2 separate regions of the Sus scrofa genome follow, and region 2 is linked to region 1. Evidence: chromatin contacts called from public Hi-C data. All regions are on one chromosome and are shown on one strand. Each heading gives the region's core, a stretch centred on a gene start, on an enhancer-like site or on the middle of the called end of the contact. The rest is flanking DNA. Distances are from core to core; before and after follow the strand shown. Region 1 overlaps MSRB1 (methionine sulfoxide reductase B1). Region 2 holds the start of IGFALS (insulin like growth factor binding protein acid labile subunit).

The links. Hi-C and Micro-C count contacts between places; a contact is called where the count stands out from the background.
Region 2: a contact with region 1 is called in a Hi-C map of liver, with 2.3 times the contacts expected there. The contact joins the promoter of IGFALS here to the enhancer-like site in region 1. A contact is called at or near these places in 3 of 5 promoter capture datasets (fetal liver, fetal skeletal muscle and liver) and 2 of 47 Hi-C or Micro-C datasets (epiblast stem cells and liver).

What each region holds. Positions count from the first base shown.
Region 1 is chr3:40,018,558-40,026,048 of Sscrofa11.1, reverse strand. It overlaps MSRB1 (methionine sulfoxide reductase B1), which reads right to left. Exons shown (of 4, transcript NM_001097460.1): 2 at 6,296-6,444; 3 at 5,864-5,978; 4 at 4,313-5,128. The coding sequence ends at 5,097. Among named protein-coding and RNA genes, the nearest start is that of MSRB1, 5.1 kb to the right of the region's middle. Within about 2 kb of position 3,123, at least 18 of the 83 cell types and tissues checked have an H3K27ac peak or open chromatin away from gene starts, as enhancers often do. A contact at or near this core is called in fetal liver and liver, where this site is marked.
Region 2 is chr3:40,170,193-40,177,683 of Sscrofa11.1, reverse strand. It overlaps IGFALS (insulin like growth factor binding protein acid labile subunit), which reads right to left and starts at 2,885. Exons shown (of 2, transcript NM_001048186.2): 1 at 2,834-2,885; 2 at 1-1,843. The coding sequence starts at 2,849. The coding sequence ends at 39. LOC110259948 (vegetative cell wall protein gp1-like) reads left to right here and starts at 2,071. Exons shown (of 4, transcript XM_021086838.1): 1 at 2,071-2,199; 2 at 4,096-4,167; 3 at 5,298-5,557; 4 at 7,438-7,491.

The DNA of each region.
Region 1 (7,491 bases), core at 1,874-4,373:
TTCCTGGAGGGATCAGCCCAGACCGAGGGCCGTTTGCCAGGGGCCACTGCATCTCCAGGAGAAGACAGAGACCCAGGCTCCCAGGATGCATCCCTGGGCCCTGCAAATTGCTTCCCACCCACCAGCTTGGCCCAGTTCAATTCATAGCAATATGACAGTCCTTCTAGGCTGGCAGCCCCAGTCCACTCAAGGCGAAGCTAAAGGGGGGAAAAGGGTCCCGCAGAAACAGGACTCCCTCTGCCCCCCCCATCCCCACCTCCTCCAACTTTTTGGCCCCACGCCAGGCTTCTGGGCATGGGAACCTCTCAGTGTCGTGGGGAAGGGAAGCATTGTCCAAGTGGTTCCACACTGTTGAGTCACTGGAGCTCTGTGGTCACGTCTGTCCATCTGTGCCCAGGCAAGGGTCCCCATTAACTGGAAGGTGACTGTGAGCAAAGGACCTGGTGCAGGCTCAGGATACACACAGCAGGAGGGGGTTCAGAGGCCTGCTGACAGACCCCAGCTGCCATGTCCCCAGTGTGGAGACTCCTGCATGGCAGGTGCTAGCAGACAGCACCCCCAGGAGAGCCACACCCCATCCCCCCACACCTCCAGGGAAACACCCAGTACCGACCACCAATCAGACAGACATGCCAACGGTGCACAGCCAGGCTTGCTCAGCTTGGGATCGGGAAGACCCAGAGCCCAGGGCAGAGCCTTGAACTCTGCCCTGCTCTCCGCCAGACCCTTCCCTAAGCTGCAGGCTTCCTGCTCCAGCAAGAAGACCCACCCCCTCCCCAGAGAACAATGACTCCATCCTTGTCCCTCTGACTCCAGCTTTCCTGGCCTCCCCCAGCCTCCAGACATACCCCAGGGGCTCTGGTCTCAAAGGAGCCCAACCCAATCGCACATTTCCGAGTAAAAGGGAACAAAAGGCCCCTGCCTGAGGAGGTGGAAGGGTGAGCCCAGAAGAACGGGCCAACTGCACCTCTGGGACAGAGGCCCAGGGAGGGGTCTCCTCTCTGCTCCGGCTCCAGCAGTGCAGCCACCAAGCCCTCTGAGGCCAGGAGTAACTTGTACCTACCCTGGTTGGAAATGAAACGTGGTGAGACATGTAGCGAGGGCTGAACCATGGACAATCTCCATGGCTTTACAAGGAACACATTAGGCCTAGAGAAGGTGCTGGGGGTGCTGAGGGGCTGGGAGGCAAAGGCGCAGGCAAGTCAATCCCCTCACCGGCAGCCCCCTCCTTCTGGTGCAACCAGAGGCCCACCAACTGTCTCCCCTGAGCCCCCGAGCTCCTTAAGCGGAGCCCCAGTGCCCAGGGCTAGGGTGACAGGTGATCCTGGGGTCCCTGTCTCCCCCGGGCCGCGGATATAGTCACGCGGGTGTGTGGGTCGCTCACCCTGACTCTGCGCAGCTGCGCAGAGGGAGCGGGGAGAAGGCAGCGCAACTTGATGCCGACTCATCTCAAGCTATTACGTGCAGCGACCCCTTCAGGACTCGCCTTTTGGGGGGCGGGAACGAGATCGCTCAGTTCTCCGAGGCCGGCCTAGAGGCCCAGGTGCAGGGGTTTGGGTGCAGGGGGTGTCGCCGCTAGGGCTCGGCTGGGACTGGGGGCGTCCTGCCTCCACCTTCCTCCACCCGCCAGCTCTGTCACGCTCGGCCGACTCCACAAGAGGCACCGTGGGTCTCGACTCTTCCCCTGCACGGGTCACGTTCTTGAAGTCCGCCGAATGGGGCCCCCCCCACCCCCGCCCCCTTGGACGCCAGGGTCTCTGCCAGGGACTGGATGTAATCATAAATCACCACCCGCCCCCCCGCGTGCTGGGCACTGGCGTGTTGGGCGGGCGCGGACTGGGGGCCACGGGATGCGGACGCGGACCAGTGGGTGCCACGGGGAAGCACAGCCAAGGCGCGAGGCGGCACCGCAGGGCTGGGGCTGAGCGGGCCGGGGGGCGGGGCCGCGACCGAGGGGCGGGGTCGTCGCCGCCTCGGAGGCCTCGGGGTTGGGCGCGCCCCTCAGACCCGCCCCAGCGCACTCACAGCGCGGAGCCAGCGCGGCCCCTGCTGGTCTGTGCTGCGCACGGTCCCTGCGCCCGATCCCCGGGAAGGGGACCCTAAGGACCGACGGACTCAGACGGGGTCTTAACGCTAAGCCCCCTACCAGGGCTGTGCGGGGAGTAAAGCCACGGTGGCTAACTTAGCAGTGACCTTCGCAGACCTCTCCAGGCTCCCTCGTCCACTTGCCAGCAGTGCCCACATGCATGCAAGGGCTCAGCGGTCCTAGGACCTACCCCTAGCAGCACGCCCACCAGGGTCAGGGCTCTTCCTGGTACTTGTCGCTCAGACAAAGAAAGCACAGCTTTGGATGAGGGACTGTCTCAAGCATTGCCAATTCACTCATCTGTTCCACATTTATTGAGCGCTGGGGCGGGGGGGGGGTGGCGGGGGCCTGCCTCCGGACTGAGGATCAGCAGAGTCCCAGATTTCCTCTTTCTCCCACTTTGCCCCACGTTCCCCTGCCCTGCTGTGCCCTGGCCTGGCAGTGCAAACCTTAGCTTGGATGGCTGTGTCCTGGAGGCTCCATCCAACAAGCAAGGGAGCACAGGTAAAGGGCAGAGGGGGCTGGCCTCTCAAAGAGCCTTTATTTCTCAAGAAGGAATGAGGCTGCAGGCCAAAGGCTATGCTGTAACCCCGCAGTGGGGGGGGGGGGGGAGTTTATGATTACATCCAGTCCCTGGCAGAGACCCTGCCCAGAGCCATCCATTGCCAGGCTCCTGGTGTGAGGGACCTTGGAGTCCTGGGGCTCCCCCTTGTCACCTCACTCCTCCAAGGGCACTGCTTGCCAGCCTCCACTGCCCCGTAAACCAGAATGAGTGTGGGGCCCCTGGGGTGCAGGCAGCTAGGCACTGCTGCTCCTGCTCTCCTACCAGACATGCCCACCGGGGCATCAGCAGGTCCTTCTGCCCACCTTGCTACAGGTCTGTGCCCAGAGAGGCAGCACAGCCTGGACACATTGGCCCAATTTGTAGGAAGAGGCCAGTTGCTCTTGGGCCAAGTTCACTCTCAGGGACACCGTGGACCAGGATACAGAGCCAGGAATGCTGGGAGAAGTGAGCAAAGTCCAAGGAGGCCCACGGGCCCCAGAGCCCAAGCTTCCTGCTGACGTGCAACTGGCTCCAGCCCCAGCCCAGCCACCTTCCACATGCCTGCTGCCATCGGGCTGAACTCAAGCGGCAGCCGCCTTCCTTCCCAGAGCTACTTCCTCATGAGGGGTAAGTGAGGACAGGGACAGGTGTGGGGAGAGAGGACATGAGGTTGAGGAGCCTCAGGCAAGGCCATCACCTCTCTGGGCCTCCTGTCCCCCCTGAAAATGAACACCTGCCCCTAGGCTTAGGGGAGACTTTCAGGGTGGTGATTCTTGTGAAGATGCACCAAGCTCTCACTGCTCACCCACCGTGGACACACCTGGGCCAGCGCTGGGCTGTGACAGTGCCTCAGGGCTGGTGATGACCCTGACTCCACTTTAGCCAATGACCAGCTTGGGACACAGAGGGGAAGCCGGTCAGAGACACAAGCTGGAAACACGGGGTGGGGGACCCATTCTCTGCAACCCCAGGTAGGGGGGTCCCTAGCAGCTGCCATCAGTGGTGGCTGCCAGCAGAGCAGAGATGGATGTGTTTTCTAGACAAGGAGGCTGCCACACTGTGTGTGTATGTGTGTGTATGTGTGTGTGGGTGGCAGGGGGACAAGCAGCAGGAAGCCCCTTCTGCATGGGTTCCTCTGCCTTGGCCTCCCTGGTACTTTGTCGATACCGACCCCTCCCACCTGCCACGTACACACCTCTGCTTGGTGTCTCAGCTCCAGCCCATGTGCTCGGAACACATGCAGCCACGCCACCATCTTCCTGTGCCCTCACCCAACAAGGGCACAGGCTGGGTTCCACAGGAAGGTGAAGTGCTCCACTCAAGGTCGCAGCGTTAGGTGGAGGCTCACCAAGGGCCAGAGCAGAGACGCTGGCCTGTGGCTGGGAAGGGCCCCATCACCAAGGAGCAAGCAGACTGAACAGGCCTCCGCCTCCTCCCTCCCCAGCCACGCCGGCCACACTGACCACCTCTGCCTCCCCGCTGCGGGCTCCACTTGGCCCACCTGCGCATCGCCACCAGGCGGACACGGTCGCCACCGTGCCTCCAGACCTGGCGGGCAGGCAAGCCAGAAACTGACATGGATCCAATGCGCAAGAAACATTCGTGGCACAAGTGAACCGGCTGTGCGACGCCTGACCCTGGATCCTGGCATCCTTGGTGTCGTTCCCAAAGACGGCGAGCCTGGGTTCCATTTGTGTATTGATCGCCTCCCGATTACAGGGCATTCAGGCAGGAGGGGCTTCACCCACCCTCCCCGCCAGCACGAGCCTCAGAGCATGCGCAGTAAGGCACGGGCACCTTCTCCTCAGAAGGCGCGAGCTGAGGCTGGGAGCTCCGGGCCCTGGCCGCGCCCGATCAGGCTGGTGGAGCAAGAGCTGCTTTCCTAAGCCTGAGCTGGGAGAGCAGCACCCATACAGACTGTGCCAGAAGGTCCGGGATTTCTCTTTCGTAACTCAGAGCCCAGAGACCCGCCCCCTCCGCCTGCTCCCCTCGGGAGTCACAGACCATCACCCCTCTGGCCGCCTGCAAGGGTTTAGCCAGAGTGTATCATACAGTGACCCTGGAGCAGCCGGCTGGGCCGCCTCTGCTCACCTTCTGTCCCAGCACAGCCTGCGGGGGGTGGGTGAGAGCTTTGCTGAGGCCAGGGCCCATCTGAGAACTGGGCCCCGCCGGGGTGAAGTCCAGACAAGGCATGGAGGGGCCATGGGCTGAGAAGGTGGGGGTGACGAGCCAGGCCTGGCTCCCACTCCCTGAGACCCTGGTGCCAGCCGACAGCCAGGCCCACGGGGCCCGCCCTGGCAGCCGAGGATGGGCCTTCTCCTTCTCCCAAGGAGCCTGTTCAGAGCCAAGGCCTCGGAAGCCTGCCTGACATTTCAGTCTGAATGGCTGGGGTTCCACTTCTATGATGGGCCGGCCAGAGCATGGCCACCAAGCAGTGTTCACGTGGGAAGGGCGTGGGCTGCCCGCCTACTGTCCCTGGGAGGGAGATGATTCTTGGCCTGAAAGACACGAGGGAGAGAGACCAGTCACTGCTAACTCAGGTTCCAGATGCTGCCCCGGCGGGGCCCCACCTGGGAGGGTCTCTGCTTGTTTTCTTCCCGGAGAGCTGCGGGGCCCCCAGAGTCTGCTCTTCCCCCGCTCGCGCCGTGTTCCCAAACCCTTGCCGCGTACCGCCCTGCCTCACCCCCCAGCGAGGGCGGCGAGCAGGGGCTGTGAGCAGCCCCATTTCACAGAGGGTGAGCCCGAGGGGGGGGGGCCTCGCCGCAGTCCTGTGGGCGGCCAAGGAGGAAAGGGATTTGTGCTCTCAAGACAGGAGAGGCGTCCAGGGGGCGGCTGGGGACACAGGCTGAGAGCCAAGGTCCAGAGGAGGCTGCGCTGAGCTAAAACACACACGAATGACACACAGCTCCCAACAAACTCGCGATAAGGATACCGCCAATGGGAGTTCCCGTCGTGGCGCAGTGGAAACAAATCCGACTAGGACCCATGAGGTTACAGGTTCGATCCCTGGCCTCGATCAGGGGGTTAAGGATCTGGCGTTGCCGTGAGCTGTGGTGTAGGTTGAAGACGTGGCTCAGATCTGACATGGCCGTGGCTGTGGCGTAAGCCGCCAGCTGTAGCTCTGATTCGAGCCCTAGCCTGGGAACTTCCAAATGCCACGGGTGCAGCCCTAAAAAAACAAATCAATAAAATGTACACCAGGCCTGTGCTCAGCGTCCAGAGGGTAAGCTCACCTTTAGGGATGAACTTCAGGGAACTGCTGAATATTCAGAAGCGGGACTGTCCCCGCTTGGGGCCATCGTTCAGGAACTCATGGCCCAGTCCGTTGCCACATCTGCCACAGGACACCTGGGAAGACCGCGAGCCAGCCGTGTGAGCTTCTGGCCACAAAAGACCCGCAGCAGTGGCCTCCCCGCTGCCACCAACAGATGGTGTCCGCCCCACATCCATCTCCCAAGGTAACGACTGGCATGGGAGGCGGACTCCATCCCAGAGCCCACCCCAATCCCTGTCCTGTGTCCTGTCCCTACCAGGCCCCAGACTCTCCCAATAGTTTGGGGTGGCAGCTGCCCTGCTGAGGCCAGAGGCCCGGAACAGACAGACAGCTGTTGGGGAGCAGCAGGAGAGGGTGGCCACCCCACGGGCCCTCTGCTGCTCCCACCCACCTTTAAGGCTCCAGGCCGATTGTGCTCTGGACGCTTGGCCACACTGTCAGCGTGGATGGTCTCGGTGAAGGCCGGCCATGGGGACGAGTGCGCGTACTTTGAGTGGCTGGAGAAGAGCTCATAGCCACACTTGGCACACACGTAGACACCTGGGGCGGAAGGAGAGGCAAAAGCTGAGATGCCGGCTCCTGCCCTTAAGGGCTGAGCTCCCAAATCCTTGAACCCAGGACAGGACAGCACCACCCTGCTTCCAGGGTGAGCTGCACATCCTCCCCCCCACACACACACACCCACCAGCCTCAGGCCTGGGTACTGGCTGTGTGTAAGAGACAGCATAGAGCCCGCATTTAGTGGTTCTTAGCCTGTGCCAGAGACCAGGAGGGCCCCTCCTCACCCTTGTCTCATTGATGCACCTTGAGCCTGTGATACAGCTGTTTCCATTTTGTGGATGAGTAAACTGAGGCTCAGTGATACAAGACTCAGCTGCAGGGTGTGCAGGAAGGAACCCAGGCAGTCGGATGAGGACACAGCACGGCCCCCCTCCCCAAGCAGGCACCCCCACGGTGGGGGGCGCTGGTGTGGCAGCACCACCACTAGCTCCCCTCCCTTCCCACGTGGCCATCTCTGCTGCCCAAAGAGGTCTTGAGCCGGATGCCTAGCCACTGGCCTGCTCTTCAAGCAGGAAAAGAGTGATCCCAGCAAAAAGACCTCCAGGGTTCCCGCTGTGGCGTATAGGGATTGGCAGTGGCTCTACAACGCCAAGACACAGGCTCAATCCCCGGTCCAGCAGAGTGGGTTGGAGGATCCGACATTGCTGCAGCTGTGGCTCGGATCGGATCCCGGACCAGAAACTCCATATGCCACGGGGCAACCAAAAAATAACAACAAAAAACTTCCACAGTTCCCCTTGTGACTCAGCGGGTTAAGAACCCAGCTAGTATCCATGAGGAAGTGAGTTCCATCCCTGGCCTTGCTCAGTGGGTTTAGGATCTGGTGTGGCCATGAGCTGTGGTGCAGGTCGCAAGTGCAGCTCAGACCTGGTGTGGCTGTAGCTGTGGCATTAACTTCCAAATGCTGCAGGTGCGGCCCTACAAAAAAACAAAAAAACACCTCCAATCACCTCCTGACTGGGGAGGAGGCCCAGTAAGACAGAGGGCCAGGGTTTTAACCTATCCTCAAAAGATCGCTTTGAGGAG
Region 2 (7,491 bases), core at 1,636-4,135, 150 kb before region 1:
CTGGGGGCGGGACCCAGCAGGTCTCCTGAGCACGCGGGTCAGCAGTGGGCAAAGTGGGCCTCGCTGAGGTCGCGCAGGTCCAGGCCAGACACAGCCGGGGGGCTGGCGCAGGTGATGTTGTTGTAGGCGTAGGCAGGCGGCTGCCGGTCGTCGTCCCCCTCCGCCACAGCCCGCACGAAGCGGGGCACGACGGCCGGGTGCTGCAGGGCGAGGGCCCTCAGGGCCCGGAGGGGGCAGCCGCAGTCCCAGGGGTTGCCCTCAAGCCACAGGCGCTCCAGGCCCAGGGGCTGCGGCACAAAGGTCCGCAGCGAGTTGTTCCTGAGGCTGAGGTAGCGCAGCTGCCCCAGCGGCGCCAGCACGGCCTCGGGCAGCGCCTGCAGGCGGTTGTGCGAGACGTCCAGCCAGAAGGTGCGCTGCAGGGGCCCCAGCGCGTCCGCCGGCAGCGCCGACAGCCGGTTGCGGGAGAGGAGCAGGTACTCCAGCTTGCCGAGCCCCTGGAAGAGCCGGCCGGGCAGGTGCGTGAGCCGGTTGGCGGTGAGGTCCAGCTCCAGGAGCTCCGCCAGCCCCCACAGGCTCTGCTCGTCGATGGCCTCGAGGCCATTGTCCTTGAGGAAAAGCCGGCGCAGCCCCGACAGGCCGGCGAAGGTGTGCAGGCCGACGCGGCCCAGGCAGCTGTGCTCCAGGTGCAGGCTGTGCAGCTTGCCCAGGCCCCGGAAGACCTGCTCCGGCAGGTTCCGCAGGCAGTTGCCAGACAAGTTCATGACGGCCACGTTGAAGAGGCCCAGGAAGGCGCCTGCCTTGATCTCCTGGATCTGGTTGTCATTGAGCGCGAGCACCTCCAGCTGGCCCAGGCCCTCGAAGGCCTTCTCGGGCAGCTGCCGGAGGCGGTTGTGGCCGAGCTGCAGCTCCTCCAGGAAGTGCAGGTCCTTGAAGGTGCGGGGCCGCAGGCTGGCGAGGGCATTGTGCGCCAGGCGCAGGACATGCAGGCCCAGCAGGCCGGGGAACGTGTCCTCCAGGAGGCCCCCCACGCGGTTGTGGGACAGGTCCAGCCAGCGCAGGGCCTTCATGCCCAGGAAGGCGCCCGGGGCCACGGCGGCCAGCAGGTTGTGGTCCAGGTACAGCTTCTGGAGCTTGGGCAGCTTGACGAAGACGTTGGCCTTGACGCTCCGCAGGGCGTTCCTGCTCAGGTCCAGCTCGCGCAGCTCGCCCAGGCCGCAGAAGAGCGCGGGCTGCAGGTAGGTCAGCTTGTTGCCGGCCAGCACCAGCTCCCGCAGGTTGGCCAGGCCATGGAACGCAGTGTCAGGCAGCACGGCCAGGCTGTTCCAGCCCAGGTTGAGGTCCCAGAGGTTGGTCAGGCCCTGGAAGAGGCCCTCCTCCACCCGGCTGAGCAGGTTGTTGTGGAGGCCGAGTGAGGCCAGGCCCGGCGTGTGCAGGAAGGTGTGGGCCGCCAGGCTGCGCAGCTGGTTCCGTTCGAGGTGCAGGTGGTACAGGTTCTGCAGGCCCAGCAGCGCCTGCGGCTCCAGGCTGGCCAGGCCGCTGCCCTGCAGGTTGAGGAAGCCCAGGCTGGAGAGGTTGCGGAAAGCCCCCGCGGGGACGGAGGAGAAGTTGTTGCTGTCCAGCCACAGGGCCCTGGCGGCGTCTGGGATGCCGTCGGGCAGCTGCGTGAGGTTCCGGGAGCTGCAGAAGACGCTGAGCTCGTCCGTGTAGTCGTCGTGGCCGCAGGAGCAGGCAGCCGGGCACGGCAGGCCCTCGGCGTCCGATGGCGCCCCGGGCTCCGTGCCTGCCAGGGTGCAGGGGCCCAGCGCCGCCCAGGAGACCAGCAGCGCCGCCAGGGCGCGGCCTCCTGTGGGGAGAGGGGCTTGGGGAGGCGGCCCTGACGGGGCCCAGGAGACCGGGAAGCAGCCCACGGCCAGGACCGGGCACTGCTGACTGGGCTGGAGGGAGGCACTGGTCCCCCACGTAGACGGGCAACAGGAGACAGGCAGGACGATTGGCACGTCCTCCGGTCCAAACCTGGCTGCCCTTTCCACCCGCAGGACCCACGGAGCGGTGACGCCTGTTCCAGAAAAACAGGGCTGGGGACCTGGCGATTAGGCCATGGACTCGTCTGCATCCTCACGATGGACCCTCAAGCCAGCCTAGGCTGCCAGCGGGCCTGGAGGAAGGCGTGAGCGCGAGAATGTTCCAGAGCAGGCCTCGGTGGGTATGTGCACCTGCTGCCCCGAGGGTCTGGACAGTGCCCCCGACGCCAGACCGGGGTGCGGTCCACACCCGGGGACTTGGCCCAGTGCCGTGGCTGGGGAAGGAACAGGGCACAGGCCTCCGGGCAGCGGGGGACCCGAGACCGCATAGCGTCCCAGGACAAAGGATGCCAGGCTCCCCGGCAACACCCCCCAGACCTCCGCTGGGCACCAGGTTGCCCACTGCACCGGCTCCTCCCTGCCCCCCCAAGAGCTCGAGGTCCTGGGGTGGGGGCCTCACCCCGCCGGAGGCGGGATAACCCGGGTGGCGGGGGCCTGGCCTCCGGGGTGGCTGGGAGCACAGGCCATGGCCCAGTGGAGGGTCTGGGGTGAGGCCTCCCCCGCCTGCACTGCTAGCCTGGGTCCTGGGCTGGGGGAGGAGGTAGGGGAGGCCAGGAGCTTCTCGGGGCTGGGCTCGGCCGGGCCCCCTGCCACTGCCAACCATCACGCCCCCCCCACCCCCTCCCCGCCTGTGGTCTCCCACAGCCCCCGGCCTGCCCTGAGCTGCGCCCTCCCAGGGGGCAGCCCCTGCCCCAGGGGCTCGGGCACGGGGCCAGCCCTCCAGGAGCGGGTGCTGGCCCGCGGGGCCTCACCTTTCCTCAGGGCCATCCCTCGTGCAGAGCGGGCCACAGGCGGGCGGCGAATGGGCGCGTCTGCTGGGCCGGCCGCTCCTGCCCTCTGGATTTCCCCACCGCCGCCGCCGGCGGCCAGCACCCTCCTTACCGGTCAGCCCGGCCCTGCTGGCCCCAGTGCGCTTAACCCCCTCCTGCCGGGCCGCCAGCCTCGGCACCGAGGGCGCACGGTGGGGACGGCAGGGCACGGGCGGGGGGCGGCATCCACCCTGCAGCGCCTTAGGGGGGCGAGGTGGGCCTGGTGCAGATGGAGGGGCCGCAAGGGGCCTGTCCCCCTCCTCCCGGCCCCTCCTCCAGGCCCCTCTTCCGTCCCCCTGCGGGGCTGGGCGGGGCAGCACTGGGCTGCAGGCCGGGCGGGCGGGGGTCTCCTTCAGAGCAGCCCGCGAGGAGCTGGGGCACGGCCAGCCGGCCTCCCGCGTGTGGGCGGGGGCCCCTCGGGCAGCTTGGGGGTCTCCCCGCCCGGCACCCGGCCACGTGGGAGTTAAGCCTCTGCCCCCTCTCCGGCGTGCTGGCCTCCCCCTCCTCCTGTTTCCTAACTGCCTGCCGGGGTGGGGTTCTTGTCCCAGCGCCCAGGGGCCTGGCCCAGTCTTGGCTTCTCCTGTGACCTCGGGGTCAGCTGGTGTCTGGCGGCTGCCCCTCCCCCAGCCTCTTCTAGGAATGCTTGGCAGGGCCCAGCCACCTCATGTTTGCTGTCCCCGCAGAGTACTCCCGGGAAGAGAGCGGGGCACGGCCTGGCCTCGGGGGCCAGGTCCAGCGGCCCTGAGCTCAGCCGCCACCAGCAGCAGGCCCCACGCTGTCCTCCTGGGCGCTTGTGGGGCACAGCCACCCACCCTGCCCAGGCCCTGGGACAGGTGCCCGTGCGGCCTGGGGTCAGACGGGGGAAGGGGCGTGGCCACGGCCCCGGGCCTGCAGGTCAGAGCCCTTCCCGACCTGCAGGAGGAGGCGCCCTCCGGCTGCCCGCCCTGCCGCTCGAGGGGCCTGCCCAGCCCTCCACCCGCCCCGGGCACTGGGCCTGCTCTCAGAGGGTCTGGAAGGGGTTGAAAAGGTGGACCCGAGTTAGGGAGGACAAGGCCTGTTGCGGGGTCGGGCCCCTCGGACCTCACCTGGGGAGGCAGAGGGAGGAGGTGGGGGCCTCGGTGCGCCCCCTCCCCAGCGCCCCTGCAGCCGCGCCGAGGGGCCCAGCTTGGTCCTCATCCCTCTATTGAGCTTTGATTTCTTTCCAGGTCGTTTCTCAGCTTCTCTTCTGAGAAATTATAGATCCACCAGGAGAAAGTCCACACCCAGCCATTTACACGGTAAACACACGTCTCCACTGCAGAAAGCGCAGACTCAGCAGAGCTCCCAGGTGGCCCCGCGGGCCAGGCGCACATGGACTGGAGGGGTGGTTCACAGGCCGCCTTCTCGCGTTTGAGGGTTTAGGGCTGGAAGCCGCCTGTAAGAGCCCAGGCGCGCTCTGGGTTTCGAAACCTTTCCCGAGTCTGGCAGAGTCCTGGCCCCTGACCCTCCGCAGCCGCGCTGGCCTCTGCACGGGGCGCCTGAGATTCCCTTAAGGAGCCTGGACACATGTCCACGGAAGCGCGGGGTCTGGGCGCCCTCGGGCCGCGTCGCCGTCGTCTCTCCCCGCTTTCTGTCCAAATGCCCTGCCACCCAGGGCCGCGTGTGCACGTGAGGGTCCTGGGAGGGCAGGCCCCCGGGTAGTTAGGGGTCACACCCTCCTGGGACCACCCGGGTGCCCGGTCTGTGCTCAGCTCCAAAGGGGGTGACAGTGACAGTCATTGTCCCCTTCTCAGCACAAGTGATGGCTCTGGGGACACTGGCTCCTTGGCCAGGGGACCGTCCTGGCAGGTGCGTGTCAGTCTCCGGCTCATCGTCAATTTGGCTGCCGTCCGTGGGACTTGGGGTGGTGGTTTTGTTTGGTTGGTTTTTGTCTTTTTAGGGCCACACCCGCGGCCCATGGACGTTCCCAGGCAAGGGGTCGAATCGGAGCTGCAGCTGCCGGCCACGCCACAGCCACACACTTGAGTACGGCCTCCTAAGCCACCTGGTGAAGGCGTTAGAGCCCTGCCCTCTGGGGCACCTGCGGGCCACCCACGCGTGCAGATGCCTCCTCGGAGCGAGCAGGGGCACGGTTGCCTCCCTGGGCTTTCCCTTCCCCTGCGCCCCTCGGCACCACCTTGGCTGTTGGCAGGGCCCACTGCGGCCTGCTCCTTTCTGGGCACCTCCTGGGCCTTGGAGGCAGAGCGGATCCTCCTCCGAGAGCTTCCTGGACGCGGGGCCCCGTGCAGGTCCGTGTGTGCGGTGGGCGCAGACACCCATCCGACTTTGACTGTGTTGCAGCTTGAGTGTCCATCTGTGGACGGGGCGCAGGGGTCTCTAGGGGCGTCTTTGTAGCTTTCCATGTTAGGATCTTGCACGTCTGTTTCAGGGTTTGTGTGTTTTCCCTGTCGATGGTTGTTGCTTTTGATGCTGTTCCACCCGACCCTCGGTAACGCGTGCAGCCGCCCGCACCAGCCACCTGCAGAACGTCGGCAGCCGACGGGGGGCCTTGCGGACCCCACCTGCCTCGCCCAGCATGTCTTCAGGGCTCGTGCCTGTGGCGCACTCGCTCAGCACATCCGTGTCCCTGCTGGTGACGCCGCTGCCATCCCATCTGCTGGCCTCGCCACGTCCGCTGACGGACACCTGGTGAGCTTCCGTTTGGGGCTGTCCACAGGGAGCACCGTTGCCCTGGACGGTTGGGGGGACGTGGGCTTCGCTCCTCTAGGGCGGATTCTCAGGCGGGGGCTTGCTGGCTCCCAGAGCCTCTGTCTAATTTTTAAAAGACCGTTTTCTAAAATGATTGTATCGTTTCACAAACTGAGAATCCCAGTTCCGCGTCGCCACGATCTGGTGTGGTCAGGGTTCTGGTTGGATGTTTTAAGCTGTGCTGTGTTTCTGTGGATACTGGGCATTTTCCCACGTGCTTATTGCAGGTCTTAGGTCCTCTTGGGGGAAGGGTCTGCTCCAGACTTTTGCCCCTTTTTAATTGAGGTGTCTCACTGAGTTCTAAGTGTATATTATGGGTGGTGGACTTTATAGGTTATGGGTTATCAGAGATAATATTTGCAGATATTTGTTTGTGGTTTATCTCTTTTCCTAAAAAAATGTCTTTCGAAGTACAGAAGTTGATTTTATGAGGTCCACTTGATCCGTTTTTTCCTACATGGCACATGATTTCAGCGTGGTGTCTCCTGACTCTTTCTCTAACCCAGGTCACAAAGACCTGCTCCATGGGAGACACAGATTATCAGAGTTCCCACTGTGGCTCAGTGGGTTAAGAATCTGACTGAAGGAGTTCCTGTTGTGGTTCAATGGTAAAAAACCCAACTAGTATCCATGAGGACACAGGTTTGATCCCCAGCCTCGCTCAATGGGTTAAGGATCCGGCATTGCCGTGAGCTGTGGTGTAGGTCGCAGATGCGGCTCGGATCCCACGTGGCTGTGGCTGTGGTGTAGGCTGGCAGCTGCAGCTCTGATTTGACCACTGGCCTGGGAACCTCCAATGTGCCGTGGGTGCAGCCTAAAGAGACCAAAAAAAAAAAAAAAAAAAGGAATCTGACTGCGGGGTTGCTGCAGCGGTGCGGTGTGGATCCCCCTGCAGGCGTAGGTCACAGCTGTGGCTGGGATTGAATCCCTGGCCCAGCAACTTCCATGTGCTTCGGGTGTGGCCATAAAAAGAAAAAGGAAACGCAGCTGTCTTTCCGTGTACATCTATCTTCTTTCTCTTGGCTTTTTTTTTTTTTTTTTTTGGTTGGTTTGTCTTTTTTAGGGCCACCCCTGTGGCATATGGAGGTTCCCAGGCTAGGGGTCGCATCAGAGCTGTAGCCACCAGCCTACACCACAGCCACAGCCACACAGGATCCAAGCTGCATCTGTGACCCACACCACAGCTCATGGCAACACTGGATCCCCGACCCACTGAGGGAGGCCAAGATCAAACCCACAACCCCATGGTTCCTAGTCGGATTCGTTTCCAGTGCGCCCCGACCAGAACTCCTCTCTTAGCATGGGGGACGGGGTAGTTTTTAGCGTATGAATCTTACAGTAGGTTTGATAAAGTGATTTCTGAGTATTTTATTTGTCTTGATGTCGTGGTGAGTGGAACTGGTGTGATTTTGTTTTCAGGTTGGCTTTAGCCTGTGTAATCCCAACAGATTTCTCCGGCTCAGCTTCTTAATTCCCGGTGTGTGTGTATCTGACTCCTTAGGCCACACACAGGATCACACTGTCTGTGCATAAGGACGTGGTTTTTCCCTTTTTTGGCCGCCCCGCCGCACAGGGATCAGATCGGAGCCCTAGTTGTGACCTAAGCCAGAGCTGCAGCACCACCAGAGCCTTACCCACTGCACCTCAGTGCTCCCAAGAGGCCATCAGTCCCGTTGCCACCCAGCGGGGACCCTATGCATGTGGAGACGCCTTTCGTCTGCACGAGCTTCCCTGCACACCCCGTGGGCCACTGCCAAGGGCCAAGAGCAGGGAGCCTACACTCCTTCCCCAGCGCTGAGGATGCGGGCTTGTCTTCACAGCTGCCGTCGCAGGCAGGAGGAGGCTCCCGACCAGAGATGGCCCTCTCCTGTCCC